Linked DNA regions of Mus musculus: region 2 is linked to region 1. Evidence: chromatin contacts called from public HiChIP or PLAC-seq data. All regions are on one chromosome and are shown on one strand. The core of a region is the stretch at or near the end of the contact, and the rest is flanking DNA. Distances in the headings are between cores, read along the strand shown.

Region 1 (4,153 bases), core at 1,231-3,730:
TTCTTAATTGGTGATTGATGGGGGAAGGCCCAGCTACTGTGAGTTGCTGGCAGTCTTGGTGCTATAAGGCAGGCTGAGTAAGCCATGAGTGTAGGCCAATGGGCAGCACTCCTTCAGGGGCTCTGCATGAGCTCTTACCTGTTCCTGCCCTGTTTGAGTTCTTGACCAGACTTCTTTCAATGAAGGACTATGCATAAGTATAAGTCAAATAAAACCCTATTCTGCCAGGTTGCTTTGGGACATGGTGCTCCACCATGGCAATAATAACCCTGACTAAGATACTTGCTATATTATTATTTCGTTAAATCAACTTTTACCAAGATGAAAGAATCCAGAAAGGATTTCACGAAAGAGGTCATGAGTGTAAGCATGAAGGAAAAAAAGGAAAACTAGAATGGCACCTAACTTCTAACAAGGCTTCTAGAGAACCAGCTCACTTAGGAAATGGAAATGGCATGCGTGAAACAGATTTGGACATACTCCCACTTTGTGATTTTGTCCAAGATGTGCCAGCCAGGGGGACCGTGGATATGCAAGTTGAGTTATTCACCTTTAGAACAATTTACATTTCAATAGTCAAGAGAATCTTGATGCAGTATTTCTTAAAAGTCTATGATGAAGTTTCAAACATTTACATATTAAGGCTGAAGAGATGGCTCAGTAGTTAAGAGCACTTGTTGCTCTTACAGAGGACCCAAGTGACTCACAACTGCCCATAACACCAATCCCAGAGCATCTGGTGCCTCTTCCAACATCTGTGAGCTGCATGGTTGTGGTTCATGTACACTCTGATACACACAAAATAAAAAATAAAAAAAATTAAACACTCTTCCCAAACTCATCATATGTATGCTTAAACATGAAGACAGACTTTTTTGGCCTTTTCAGAAATCTGAGTAGTGTATTTAAAGAATTTTTAGTCTACTTGGATTTTTGTTTTTATTTTGTTGATTGTTTTGGGAGAAGGTATTTGACTGTTCTGGGAGAAGGAGGTAGGGATTGAATTCGGAACGCTCTGTATGCTTGGAAAGTCCTTCACCACTGCAGCCCACCTGTTAAAACATAAAAATTCTAGTTGACATTAGGAAAGATGGAAAATTAGTAGCTGAATTTCAACAAAACCCTTTGTATGGCTGGAAGCTGAAACAGATAAAAATGAGCATTGTATTAGTAATAGTAGTTGAAAATGCACTTCTTCCATTAGGATCAAAATCTTTGTGGGTTACCTTTTTCAGCTTATGACAGCTATTAAAGCCAAGTACAGAAATAACCTGAACACTGAATCAGATATTTTAATAAGTGTTTCACAAAGAATTAGCTTTTAAAAAACTAATGAAACCTAGTCAATCAGAGTGCGTTCACTAAATATTTTCAGTAGGGTTAATGGATTTTTTTATACCATTACTACTTAAAATCTCGTTTATTTTAAATGTCTGTCTTTGCTATAATTTTTAGAATTTGTAGATGTTTTACAGTGCCACAAATAGCAGAATTCTAATAAATCTTACATAACTGTATAGAGAGCTTTTCTTGGGTGTGGGGTGTTCAATAGTAACAAGTTTGGCGAACCAATAGCATAGGTAAAGGAGTTGGCGCTGTGGATGCTGGGTACATGGCACAATGGAATTAACTCAGCAGGCTGTAAGAGGACTAGTTTGCCAAAAGTCTTCATGAAAGACGTCTCACTGGGTCTTCATAATGGAAGGAGTGCGGTGAAGGAAAATGACTAATAGGAGATTTGTTTGGTCAAACACATGGTATTTACCGTCTGGGGAGATTACAAAAAAAAACATATTCAAAAGGACAGCACAGGTTGAAGCGCACCACAGCTCTGCTCTCAAAAGGCTCCCTCAGACTTGGCCCTGTAGGAGGATGACAGCAAGCCACCCAGAAGGGTGCAGGGGAGCACCTCTAAGTGTAGTGACCCCTCTTTAAGGGGCTCCAGGGGCTAGCTGATGGGCACCGAGGTCCCTAAGGAGAGTGGGGCGGCCACGAAAACATGACAGACGAGGACCAGAGCCTTGAGGGCGAAAGCCAGAAAGGCGATTTCTCTACAAGGCGCGTTGTTTACCAGCTCGAGGCCAAAGGTTCCTCAAGTGGGGCTGCAGCGGGGTCGCTGGAGACCAGGAAAGAGTCTGGGGACTGCAGGGCTGAAAGGGGGGCTTTGAACTGGAGCTCGTTCGTGACGCAGGGGCCTCGTCCCTCCCTCGGCCGACAGAGGGAGCCGGAGGATGGGAGGACCGGCTTCCCCGTAGTGAAAAGCGCCTACACCGGCTCTCAACCAGCGTAGCGCGGCGTACCCCGGGGCTGAGCAAGAGGTGAGAAGATCCCGAGCTCACGACGGCCGCCTGCATACCCCAGGCGCCAGACGCCGGGCCGCGCGCCCACTGCGTTGAATTCTCGCGAGAGCGGCGGCCGCCATTTTTCCATTGATTGCCGCGGGCCGGGGGAGGGGCGGCGGCGGCGGCGGCAGCGGCGGCGGCAGCAGCGGCGACGGCGGCGGCGCCCTGGGTCGGTGTCTGCGCGCTGGTGTCTAAGGCCTGAGCGGAGGCCTCCTCAGTTGCTGGAGCGCAGGCGGCTGGGAGGATGACTGTCGCTGCCGTTCTCTCCTGAGACACAGCCGCCGCCACCTCCACCAGGCCCCCGCAGGCAGGGCGGAGACGAGCGGTCGGAGTCTGAGCGATGGTGCCCGGCGAGGAGAACCAACTGGTCCCGAAGGAGGTGAGGGGCCGGCGGGCCAGACTAGGCCCGAAGCCTGCGGTCCGCTCGAAGTCGTGCAGGCCCCGAGCGGGAGGCAAGGCTAGGGCCGGGCAGGCGTGGGGCCGGGTGGACGGTGGGCGCGGCGGGCAGTTGGAGACCGCTGGTTCCCGGGGCCACGTAGCCGAGGGAGAGCTCCGGCTGCGAGGGGCTAACGCATCAAAGACTGGACCCGAGGAGTTGGGTTCTGCTCCCGGGGGTGGGGGGGAGTATTGCGGAGAGAAAGTGGCCTTTGAAGTCCAGACTTCACACACGTCGAGCCGAGAGAGTTAAGAGAGATCGTTTCAAAGAAAACATTCTGGAACAGTTGCCCGTGGGCAGGACGGGGTGACGGTGCTGCTTCTGGGGTTTGACAGCGTATAGCTTACGGGGCTTGTGAAATCGACACCTAAGTTGAGATCTGTGGGAGGGCAGACTTAACTGTTAAAGAGTTGTCGGTCTCCCCACCCCCCTCCCCCCAGCCTCCATTCCCCCTCCTGTTACTTCGTAGTACTATCGGCCAGCCTAAATGGGGCCTACCCAGGATCGTTGAAAAAGTAGTTAAGTGGGGCTTGAACGGGAGGGTAAGAGATAGCCGAGTTAATTTCACCATATGGAGAGACGAAACGTTGTTTTTGTGTGTAATTTTGGTCTTTTTCTGGTGTTGCCAACTTGGGTGACTTAAATTCTTAAAAGCGAGTGACATAAGACTCCCGGACTTCTTGGCTTCCCTTGAACAGTCAGTAGTAGAAGATTAAAGGTAGAATCCTGCACTGGCCAGTGGATTTCGACATATTAATAGTCCGTTGGCTTTATAAATATCCTCAGCATATTCAAACATGTATTTTTAACTGCTGGTCGTCAGGCTTAATGCTTTGGACTTTTATATCTCATATACCTTAAATAGATGCCAAGTGTTAAGTTGAAATTAGGATGGTAGGATCTTGATATTTATACACGATCATTTCGGATTCCTAAATGTTTAGGTTTTGTTTGTTTGTTTTTTAATTGTAGCAATTTGTTGCTACACAGACAACCCCTGGCACAATGCAAAGTGACTTTATTTTGTACCTGAATAGTTAAAATTTCCCATCTTTCCTTAGATGGATAATAAGTTGATTTTTAGGGTTTTGTTTTGCCGTTTTGAGGTAGGATCTTACTATGTGGACTTTGAAGTACAGACTTGGCTGGCTTGGAACTCACTTGTAGATAAGCTGGCCTGGAAATTCTTAAGAGGTTTCCCTGTCTGTCTCCCCCGATGCTGGGATTAAAAGTGTGTGCTATCAAACTCAGTGGAGTGCCTGTTTGCTGTTTAAGGCTGAGTTGTGTGTGTGTCAGTATTTTATCTGTCAGACATCTCTAAGTCTCAGTACAGCAGATAAGCACGAACTAAAGATCTTGCCTCTGGAACAGTTTC
Region 2 (3,938 bases), core at 681-3,180, 330 kb after region 1:
AAAGCAGCCACTGACTTCACTGATGGTTTGTGGCAGCTCCCCCCACCCCTGGCAGCTCTCAGGAATACCAGTTTGATGAACCACCTTGCACCAATAGAAACTCATAACGTGAGCTTTCCTAATGATACAGTCCTAGGCTCGCTATCAGAAAATGAGAAAGCAAATAAAAATAAAGTAAATAAAATAAATACCTATGACCACTTACCTTGGAAAAACTCCAGTTGGCCTTACGGTAATCTTTCAAGATGACTGGCGTTGGAAAACCTGACATTGTGCTGTCTCTCCTCCCAGGTGTTTCCCTGTGTGAGTAGATACTACGTCTATAGCTTTCTAGACTTCTTCACTGAACGTGTATCAAGTACAGGTTCCCATAATACTGAGACTCTTCTTTTTTAATTGTTTTCCATCTTAGTCTATGTGTATGGGTGAGTTTTCTACCTATATGTCTGTGGTCCACATGTGTGCCTGGTGCCCATGGAGGCCAAAAGAGGGTGTCAGATCCCCAGGGACTGGGGTTACAAATGGTTGTGAGCCATCATGCGGGTGCCAGGAATCAAACCCAGGTGCTCTGGCAGAACAGCCAGTGTTTTTAACCACTGAACCATCTCTCTAGCTCCTATGTAATCTCAGCCCTTGGGAGATTAAAGCAGGAGCTTTTGAATTTGGAGCCAGCCCAGTCTACATATGAACTTTAAGATCTGTCTAAGCAACTTAGCCACACTCTAACTCAACAAGGGGTAGGGGCGGGGCAGGGAAGGAATTGGAGAACAGAAGTAGGGAGCCAGTATTTCAGGAGAAAAACTCTTTTTAAAATTGAAACAGGATCTAACTATGTCAACCCCACTGGCCTGGAACTCAATGGTTAGTCCTAGCTGGCCTCAAAGTCTCTGAGACCTACCTGCCTCTGCCTCTCTGCCTCTCTGCCTCTCTGCCCGTCTCTCTGCCTCTCTGCCCGTCTCTCTGCCTCTCTGCCCCTCTCTCTGCCCCTCTGCCCCTCTGCCCCTCTGCCCCTCTGCCCCTCTGCCCCTCTGCCCCTCTGCCCCTCTGCCTCTCTGCCCCTCTGCCCCTCTGCCTCTGCCTCCCAAATGCTGTGATCACCTTGCTTAGGAGTGTAGTTTCTAATGCTATTAAAAGATTGTATTTTATGCATAGTCAGTAATCTATTTTAGGAGTTCCATCCTGTTGGGCTTTTATGCCATTTAATAATTTATCTTGCAAAGATTTTTACAATGAATATACTTGCATACAACTCCTAATCCCTATTTATAATCATTTGTGGACTATATATCAGCACAAGTAGATGTGCAAGTCAATGGGCATGCATATTTTGAAGGCTATCGAACGGCATGGTGAGTTTGCCCCCCTTAAGAGCAAGTTGTACCCACATTCAATACCGAGAACAGGGGTTCAGTGTACTTTGCTGGAGGCAGTCTCCTGAGATTCACCGACTAAATGCCCTTGCTTTGCTGTCTTCTTCAGGAGGAAGGAACATGGCAGGAGCAGGAAGCACCTCGGAGGGATGTACCCACAGAAAGCTCTTGTGCAGTGGCGGCCATCAGCACGCCAGAAGGCAGCCCCCCAGGTACCTCCACCTCCTTCTTTAGGAAGGCACTCAGCTGGCCTCTCCGGCTGACAAGAGGCCTGCTCAACCTGCCCCAGAGCCTGCTTAGGTGGATGCAGGGACTCCAGGAGGCTGCTGGCCACCATGTGCGGGACAATGCTCACAACTACTGCTTCATGTTTGAGCTCCTGAGCCTGGGGCTGCTACTGCTCTGGGCTTTCTCCAAGGTCCTGGCTGCCATGTACAGAGAGTCTGAGGAGTCTCTGGAGAACATCCGCAGCTGGCTGCTCAGGTTTATCCCAGTGAAGCTGCAGTGAGGTGCAGGCTGCCCCGCAGTGCCCTAACATTTCCAAGTGTGGACTGCAGATGTTTGTAGTTTGCTCTGGCTCTGGCCAGCATCTGTAACCAATTAGCTCCAAGCCAAAGAGTCCCACATTGGCCACTTCTGCCTGACTTTGACAGGGTTGAGTATCTCTTCATGGTGCTGGGGCCAGGGACAACATGAAGGATATTTTTTAATGTGTTTGTTTTCTAACAGCTTTGTGTTTTTGTTTTTGTTTTTTTCCAAACCAATGCGAGCCATATTTCTGGGTTTACATTTCAATTTTTAACTTTTCATAAGCCAAAAAGAAAGCACTATTTTTCTACAAGTATCAATATTTCTAACTGTTTCAACTTTATCGCCAGTTTTACAAGGCCCTTGAACTTGGCAGTGAGTTGAGATTCATCGCTGCTAGCAAAGTTAATGAGCTGAGACTAGAGTCACAAAAGAGAGGGTACCCGTCATGTGACCAGTGCCTTTTGATTTACACATCCAGATGCCACCTGGTCACAGTGGGTGCTGGGTTTATTTGTTTCAAAAGCACAGATATGTAAAAACATAATGAGGTTGGCAGAAGTAAGCAGAGGGATAAAATAAACCAAACTTGATCAAAGCAGCAGGGTGCCAGTGCTACCTGTCCTCAGGGTAGGAGAGCGTTATCTTACTCATACTTTATAAAATCAAAGAGTAGAGGCTTTCCCTCCTGTCCACCAAATCACAGCCAATGACAGAACCACAGGGTTGCCACGCTGCAAACGGCTATTTTCCTCCCCAGTAATGGGTACTGCAGTGAAAGCCTGATGGCACTTGACCCCGAATAGCTGTCAGGCTAATGCAATGCTGAGGACAAACTATTTCAGATGACGTCATTTTTCACCCCTGTTAAGTCCCCAACCCAGGCTGCAGGCTGAGCCAAAGCCCTTCAGGTCCACCATGGTTCAGCTGCCTCTCCCCTGATGTCCTTTGAACTGGGGACTTGCTGTCCTCTGGGAAGCATGGCCCTGATCAGTGCTGGTGGCATCCTGGATGCTTAGTCATGTGGCTACCTTGTATGTTTCCTCAACACAGTCAAAAACCCTTTTCTCAGTGCCCAGAAAAAAAATAGCATCTGGTCTTCAGGTGACTCCAAGCCCACAGTGTTTTCTGCTCTGGAACGAGCCTTCAGCTGTCCCCTCACTGTCCCTCCCTGTGCTGCTCAGCTTCAACAGCAGGTTGAGCAACTGGAGGGCTGAGAAGGGCCTTCCAGGGACTTCACGTGTCTACAGTCACTGGGTACAAGACAGCTATTTAGAGCTGCTACCGCAGGTGTGCCCTCTCAAGATTAGAAAGGTCTGGTCAAAGACCAGGCATCTTGAAAGCTTTGACATCAGCTTTCTGGAGGATGGGTAAAGAAGGATGCTTTTTTAGACTCTGTCTAGAAGTCATGGGAAAGACAGGCATGGCTGTGGCCAAGTCTGTGGGAAGCGCACCTCTGACCTTGTTGGAACTGTTGCCAGTGTGGTGACGTGCACTGTACATGCCCCAAGTGTAGCTGGGGTGTTAATGATCAAGAATGATGGGAGGATCCCTTGAGTCCTAGTAGGTTTCATTATGTCACATGAATTCTCGAGGTCATGTTGTAGTGTAGCTCAGGGTGGGCTGGGATGCTTTGTGGAATGCTCTGGGAAGCCAGAGTGAACTCTCCAAAAAAAAAATCTCATTTATAGCCGTAGAGGCTGGTTTGAATTACTCTGGTAGACAGGGTGTGTCTGACACAGGGCTGAGACATCTGTATATTCTGAGTCCTTGAACCTTCCTGGTGGGCAACAGCAGGGGTAGGTCCTGGGAGCAGATACTCTAGAGATGAATTTGCCTCAAGGATGAATATGAGACCCCAGAGTAAACTGGAGACAGAGGGGGCTGTGGAGGGCAGAAGGTCCTGGGAACATTTACAGACAAGAGTGGAGTTCTGTTACTATGCAGACCCTGGGCATCCACTCTTGGAAATGAATAGCTGGCCACCACCAGGAAGGTCTGTCCCTCCTAAGCAGGCAGTCCCTTTGTGAGGGACAGTGG

Evidence for each region. HiChIP or PLAC-seq counts read pairs in DNA pulled down with a chosen protein or histone mark.
Region 2: a contact with region 1 is called in an H3K4me3 HiChIP or PLAC-seq map of embryonic limb bud, with 3 times the contacts expected there. The contact joins the enhancer-like site here to the promoter of Usp47 in region 1. A contact is called at or near these places in 11 of 39 promoter capture datasets (the 3T3-L1 cell line, 3T3-L1-derived adipocytes, embryonic stem cells and 7 more), 2 of 484 Hi-C or Micro-C datasets (the HL-1 cell line and the HPC-7 cell line), 9 of 115 datasets of contacts at active chromatin or transcription factors (bone marrow-derived macrophages, craniofacial prominence, embryonic limb bud and 6 more) and 1 of 9 other capture datasets (macrophages).

Annotation. Positions count from the first base shown.
Region 1 is chr7:112,021,026-112,025,178 of GRCm38.p6, forward strand. Usp47 (ubiquitin specific peptidase 47) reads left to right here and starts at 2,481. Exons shown (of 29, transcript NM_001357952.1): 1 at 2,481-2,721. The coding sequence starts at 2,683. It also overlaps Gm3960.
Region 2 is chr7:112,349,846-112,353,783 of GRCm38.p6, forward strand. Mical2 (microtubule associated monooxygenase, calponin and LIM domain containing 2) reads left to right here. Exons shown (of 26, transcript NM_001193305.1): 25 at 1,480-1,582. Among named protein-coding and RNA genes, the nearest start is that of Micalcl, 23 kb to the right of the region's middle. Within about 2 kb of position 1,931, at least 12 of the 459 cell types and tissues checked have an H3K27ac peak or open chromatin away from gene starts, as enhancers often do. A contact at or near this core is called in craniofacial prominence, embryonic limb bud, neural tube and 1 more, where this site is marked.